Regions from separate parts of the Oryctolagus cuniculus genome. Here region 1 is linked to region 2. The links are chromatin contacts, called in public Micro-C maps. All regions are on one chromosome and are shown on one strand. Each heading gives the region's core, a stretch centred on a gene start, on an enhancer-like site or on the middle of the called end of the contact. The rest is flanking DNA. Distances are from core to core; before and after follow the strand shown. Region 1 has its middle 37 kb from the start of PHOSPHO1. Region 2 holds the start of PHOSPHO1 (phosphoethanolamine/phosphocholine phosphatase 1).

The links. Hi-C and Micro-C count contacts between places; a contact is called where the count stands out from the background.
Region 1: a contact with region 2 is called in a Micro-C map of ear pinna, with 3 times the contacts expected there. The contact joins the enhancer-like site here to the promoter of PHOSPHO1 in region 2. A contact is called at or near these places in 4 of 6 Hi-C or Micro-C datasets (ear pinna, psoas muscle, skin fibroblasts and 1 more).

What each region holds. Positions count from the first base shown.
Region 1 is chr17:25,356,859-25,359,558 of mOryCun1.1, forward strand. No RefSeq gene overlaps it. Among named protein-coding and RNA genes, the nearest start is that of PHOSPHO1, 37 kb to the left of the region's middle. Within about 2 kb of position 1,298, at least 1 of the 8 cell types and tissues checked has an H3K27ac peak or open chromatin away from gene starts, as enhancers often do.
Region 2 is chr17:25,320,242-25,322,941 of mOryCun1.1, forward strand. It overlaps PHOSPHO1 (phosphoethanolamine/phosphocholine phosphatase 1), which reads right to left and starts at 1,358. Exons shown (of 4, transcript XM_008271329.4): 1 at 992-1,358; 2 at 1-39. It overlaps LOC138846109 (a long non-coding RNA gene), which reads left to right and starts at 1,391. Exons shown (of 2, transcript XR_011383500.1): 1 at 1,391-1,472; 2 at 1,648-1,919.

The sequences.
Region 1 (2,700 bases), core at 48-2,547, 37 kb after region 2:
TGAGTTCAGTTCTGTCGGGAAAACAAAGATCAAAGCAAACAAGTCGCATCTGGCCGCCTGCCCCCTAGACCCCGCCACGCTGGGCGCTGGAGTTACAAGGAGACACCGCGGTGCATGGTGTAGAGGCCGGGGCAGGTGTGGCACCTCCTGGCTCCAGGGCTGCCCCTTCGCTCACTCTGACCTGTCTACCGCAATCAGAGCACTTGAGGTCAGAGAGTTGATGACCACGCACAGCCCCAAGCCAGGCCACCAATGCAGGGCGAGCCCTGGGTTCCAGCATGGAGCAGCACCGGCCGCAGGCCTGGGCGTGACTGATGGCGGACTGGGGCAGAGTGGAGAGGGTGCCCCCACTCACACTCCAGTCCCTCTCCGAGATGTGACAGTGCCCCCGCTGGGCCGCCTCCTGCTTCACGGTACACAACGGATCCCCAAGGGCAAGGCCCTGCCTCTCAGTGGCAGGGCACCAGCAGGACAGACGATGATGCCAGACCCACAAGGACCCCAGACCTGCACATCACCCTTTGCTTGCATCACAAGGGCTGAGCAACTACTGGATTTAGTAATGAGGGACAGTCCAGAGGAGATCTGAAAACGGAGCTTTAGAAGGCTGAGTGTAAAGAAGGTAAAGTACTTTACTGCCCCCTTGTGGACAAAGCCAACACTGCTGACAGAAGGGAGTCCTACCCAGCAAGCGAAGAATGAGTAAAATGCACAAACTTAGGGATGACGGACAGTTCATCCAGTTTGCTGAAACTGCATACGTACCCGCGGGGATACAATCTGAGAAGGAAACACCAAGACTCCACCACACCCTTTCTAGTTAACCTAATGTGCTGAATGGTCAAGCCTAAAGAGGTATTTCTAGGAGAGTTCGGAGTCCTGAGAGAACCGAGTATTTCCCAGCAACTCTGAAATGCAACAAGACATAGTCTCGAAGCCCCTGCAAGATGTGAGCTAGAATCTCTCCCCCTGACCACCTGGCCCCTTTCACCTGTAAAAGACAGGCGGGGAGGAAGCTGTGTTTATTCAGAAACAACTTGATTAGTCCCCGCACCCAGTACAGACTCTCCAGGTCGGCAAAACCAGCCCGCGCGAGCATCAGGCTCAGCTTCCACCCTTTCCTGTCCCCTTCCTGTGTCCTGCATGTCCCACAAACACCACGTGGCAGGTCCCAGCTCACCAGAGAAACCGTAGTCGCGTCCAAGTACCCTGGGAACTCAAAAGCCATGGGGATACTTGTCAGGGGCAGGACACGCCTCTGCCCCTAGCGGAAGGCATGGGACCAGCGGCCTCACCACTGTGTCCCCATCTGGGACTCTGCAGAGAAAAGCAACAGACGTGAAGGGGATGCCTCCCGGGGCGGGGCACTGCTCAGGAGGCAGAGTTCCTGGGAATGCAAACTCTGAAACAACAAGACACCCTCGTTACCGACCTCTGCCACCTAGAAAGCCACCTTTTGCAGGCCGTGAACTAGTCTTTCCATTCTAGATAGCCCGTGATGCCTTCGTGATGGGGTGCAACCAGAGAGGGTTAACGCCTCCCACCTCCGGGGGACTAGTCAGCTTTGAGAACCTGAGTACTGCTACTGTTAAGGAAAGAGGCAGGAGATTCTAAGCCAGCTAGGAAGGATTTCTGACTAAGGCTGGGACACTCAACAGCTTTCCTTCACCTACGGTCCAATGTCCTCATTTTCAGGAGGTGGTTCCTTTTCCGTGTTGGGAACGGACAGCAGGGAAGCCCGGAAGCCAGGCGCTCACGTCACATGAGAACATGCTGCGACCTCCTCTCCTGACACCCTTCACATGCCACGCACCTGCTATGCTTGTAGAGTGCACCAGAGGACAAGGAGGAAAGCAGCTCACGTTCCGAGGGCCAGGGGCGGGGCGGGGCGGGGCAGGCAGATGCAGCATCAGCCAGGGACCTGCTCCGCACGCACCTGCAAGCGAGCCTCAACTCATCTAAAGGAAACTCCTGGGTACCTTTGCAAAATGTTCATGAAGGACCAGGAGGCAGCGACAGCAGCATCAGAGAGGGTGGGCATTCAGGAAGACTTCAGGTGAGAAAAGATAACCTTGCAGAAAGAAAGAGTTAAGGATGAACTCTTCCAACCCTGGAGACGTGATATGTGAAAAAATAAAAGATAGAAACAAAAGCAGAAAATGCAACCTAAAAATGAGACGCGTCCAAAGCCCCCGCCCGTGGCTGTCACCAGCTCATGGAGCTGAACCCACCGCCGGTGCTCGGGGCGGATGAAGTAGAGGTAGGATTGAGACCAGGAAAAGAATGTTCCAGGATGCTGGCTTTCTGAAGGCACTCGAGGACAGAGAGACAGGAGTTTCAGTGAGACAACATGGGGTGAGAGCGCGAGACAGACAGACGGACAAAAAGGTGTAAACCACATGGCCCTCATAAAGACATGAAAAACTCTGGGAACACGGCGACGGTACCTCTGCCACCGAGTCACACGCAAAGCGACACGGTGCAGAGGAAGCCCCTGTAAAGGCCGTGGCCCGCCACCATGCGAACAAACGGCCTGCCTTCTGGATCTGCGACCCTGTGGGAAATGGTGGTCGCGTGGTTTTCTGAACAAGACTGCTGGCTGAAGCCAAAGCTTCCACATCGGGACAGGCATGGAGCCTCCTTTTCCTCCGAGCCTTGCCCAAGCCCATCCTCTAAGACTGAAAGGCCTGGTGTCAAGAG
Region 2 (2,700 bases), core at 108-2,607:
AGCAGGAAGGGGCTGTGGCTCTGAGCTTCTCCGTCCCGGCTGGAGGCAGAGCGAGAAGGGAGCTTCAGGAGGTGGCAGGGAGTTCCCTGCTAGTCCAATCAAGAAATCCTCCCGGCCTTTCATGCAAATGCGCTTAGGGTCAGAGGGGGAGGGGGTGGGAGGTGCCAAGGGGCGAGGGGGGGCACCCCTCCCTACAGAAGCCCTGAGTTCCCGCTTTCCCTCTTCAGGGGTGGGGTGAGCTCCGGGGAAGCTTTGGGACAGTGAGGACCCAGAAATCCCAATCAGAGCCCGCGCTGCCTCCTCCATCGCAATCACTACAAATCAAACCCTGCCACTCAGCTGGAATTCACTCCCTCAGACAGTGCCCATCACCACCAAGAAGCAAAGAGGGAGGAAAAGGCCCAGAGAGGCCAGGCTAGCATCCCGGGGTCACACAGCATTTGAATCACTAGAACTCTAGATCCTCCGGAGCCTTTTGGGAGACTCCCAGCTAGGGACCCCCTTAGGCTGTCCCGACCAGCGGAAGGTGAGAGACCCACGCCCTGGTGCCAGTGAGGAGCTGGGACCAGCAGTTACCCAGGGCTCTCCCTACCAGGGCGGATACGCCCAGAGGGGATCCCCACCGGGTAGGGACAGGAGGTGGCAGCCGCCCGTGGGGGAGGGGGGAGAGATATTTTTAGAGGTGACTGGAAAGCAGGCACTCTGGCACATCCCCAGCTGGCGGGCTCCCCGCTCCACTGCGGGCGGGGGGCGCGCGGCTCGGGGACAGGAGGGCTTGTGGGTGGCCGGCGGCAAGGGACACCGACTCCTTGGCTCGGCGGAGCCGCGGAACGAAGGGGTGCCCGGGCGCCGCGTTCCCGGGGCAGGAGAGGGAAGGGGAGTCATTCCTCTCCTCCAGGGACTCCTCCACCGCCCCGCGCGGGAGGAGCGTCCTCAAAGTGTACACAGTGCCCACCCCACGCCGGGACCCCAGCCCTTCCCCAGGACTCACGTGGGAGCGGGGGCGGCGGCGGCAGCAGAGTCTGTCCTGGCTGAGTTTGCAGAGTACCGAGTGGGCAAGGGGGCTGGCTAAGGCAATGGGGCGCAGAATGGAGCAAGGGGTGCTTACGGGGATTGGAGGGGACGTGGTGTCTTATCCACCCCCAGATTGCTGGGCTCCAGCTCACGAGTCCCTCTAGTCCCGAGGGACCGTGGATGATGTGCGTCTGGGCCGTCCCCTCCACCTGCCCCCCATCCCCCCGGGCCGCCGCCGCCGCCGCCGCCGCCGCCGCCGCGTCCCCTTTAAATGCCGGGGAGCCGGAGCCCGAGCCGCGGCCGGCGTTGCGGCTGCTGCAGCACCCGGGCCCACCGCAGTCCCCGCACGTCACAAGCGGCCGGCCAATCGCGGCGGCGCCGGCGCACATCAAAGGGGCGGGCCGCCGGCGGGCCACGCCTCCAGGCTGCCCCAGGGGCTCCGGGAGCGCGGAGCCAAGGTGGGATTGGGCGCCGCGGAGAGGGGTGGGAGGGCTCGCGTCCCTCCCAAGGAGCGGGGGTGGGGGGCACCTCGTCCCCGCGCCTGGGGACAGCTGCGGAGCGCCCCTGCGAGCACACCTGGAAATGCCGGGGCAGTGCACTTGCTCAACCTCCGCCTGCCGGGCCCCGATCCAGAGCGTTCGCAGAAAGACCCTCCACCCCGAGCCGGTCCCAAGCTTCGTTCCTCCAGCCGGGCGGCGGGCACGGGCTGACCCGGCCCGGGACAGCAGTGCCTCTTCCACGTGTGCGGAGCCAGGTGCCCTCTGCCCTCCAGGCAGAGTCCCAGCGACCCGAGATGGCCGGGAGGAGGGGTTCTCCCGCTCCCCTAAGTCGCAGACGCCGGCTGGGGTCCCCGCTTGGGTCGTCCCTGCCTAGACGGTGTTGTCTATAAAACCCGCTTCCTCCTCCGCGTCCGTTCCCGGCCGCAGTCGGCCTTTCCCCCCGTTCCGCGCCCCTCCCTCGCCGCACGCAGGTGAGGTTGTGCTTGTGGGGGGGAGGTGAAACTCGGCTTGGCTGGGGACACTACGAAGCGGGCGTTGGGCGCCACTGCCACCTTCGCGGCGCGGTGTTTACCACCCGCAGGAGAAAGGATTTGCCCAGGGTTCACAGCCAGGGTCGTGGGTGGAGGTGGGGGTGGTGTCTGACTCCCGCCCTTCCTGAGACTGCCCCGGGCGCTGTCCGGGGAGGGAGCCAGACCCGGGGCTGGAAGAGAGGGACCCGGATCTGCGAGGAATTCACCTGATTTCTATGCCTGGGGCTGGAGACGGACCGGCTGTAGTTCCCACCCGTGCCACGGGGCCCAAGCACTAAGAGCTGCAGTACCCTTCCTGAAACCCAGCGCCTTCCACCTCCTCTCTCCTCACACGGTCCTGGAACCAGCCCACCCTGATTTCCTCTCCCTAAGACCACCTCCTTCACAACGCCTTTCCCCATCCCAGACCCTCCCTGCTGTGGGGGGCGCCCGCCTCATCCCTGCTCTGCCGCCCTGCAAGTCCTGAGCACTGATGAGGAGCTGAAGTAATCTTGCAGGTGCAGCTCCTGGCAGCCGCCACCCTGCGATGTACCAGGTGCCGCGTGCCTGCCGGCCCGGGCTCATTTTCCTGCTGGGTAATCCAGGCTCCAGGGCTGGAGCTTGCTGGGGTCACCCTGCTGGTGGGTGGTAACGCTGGAATTCCACCTGTCACCTCA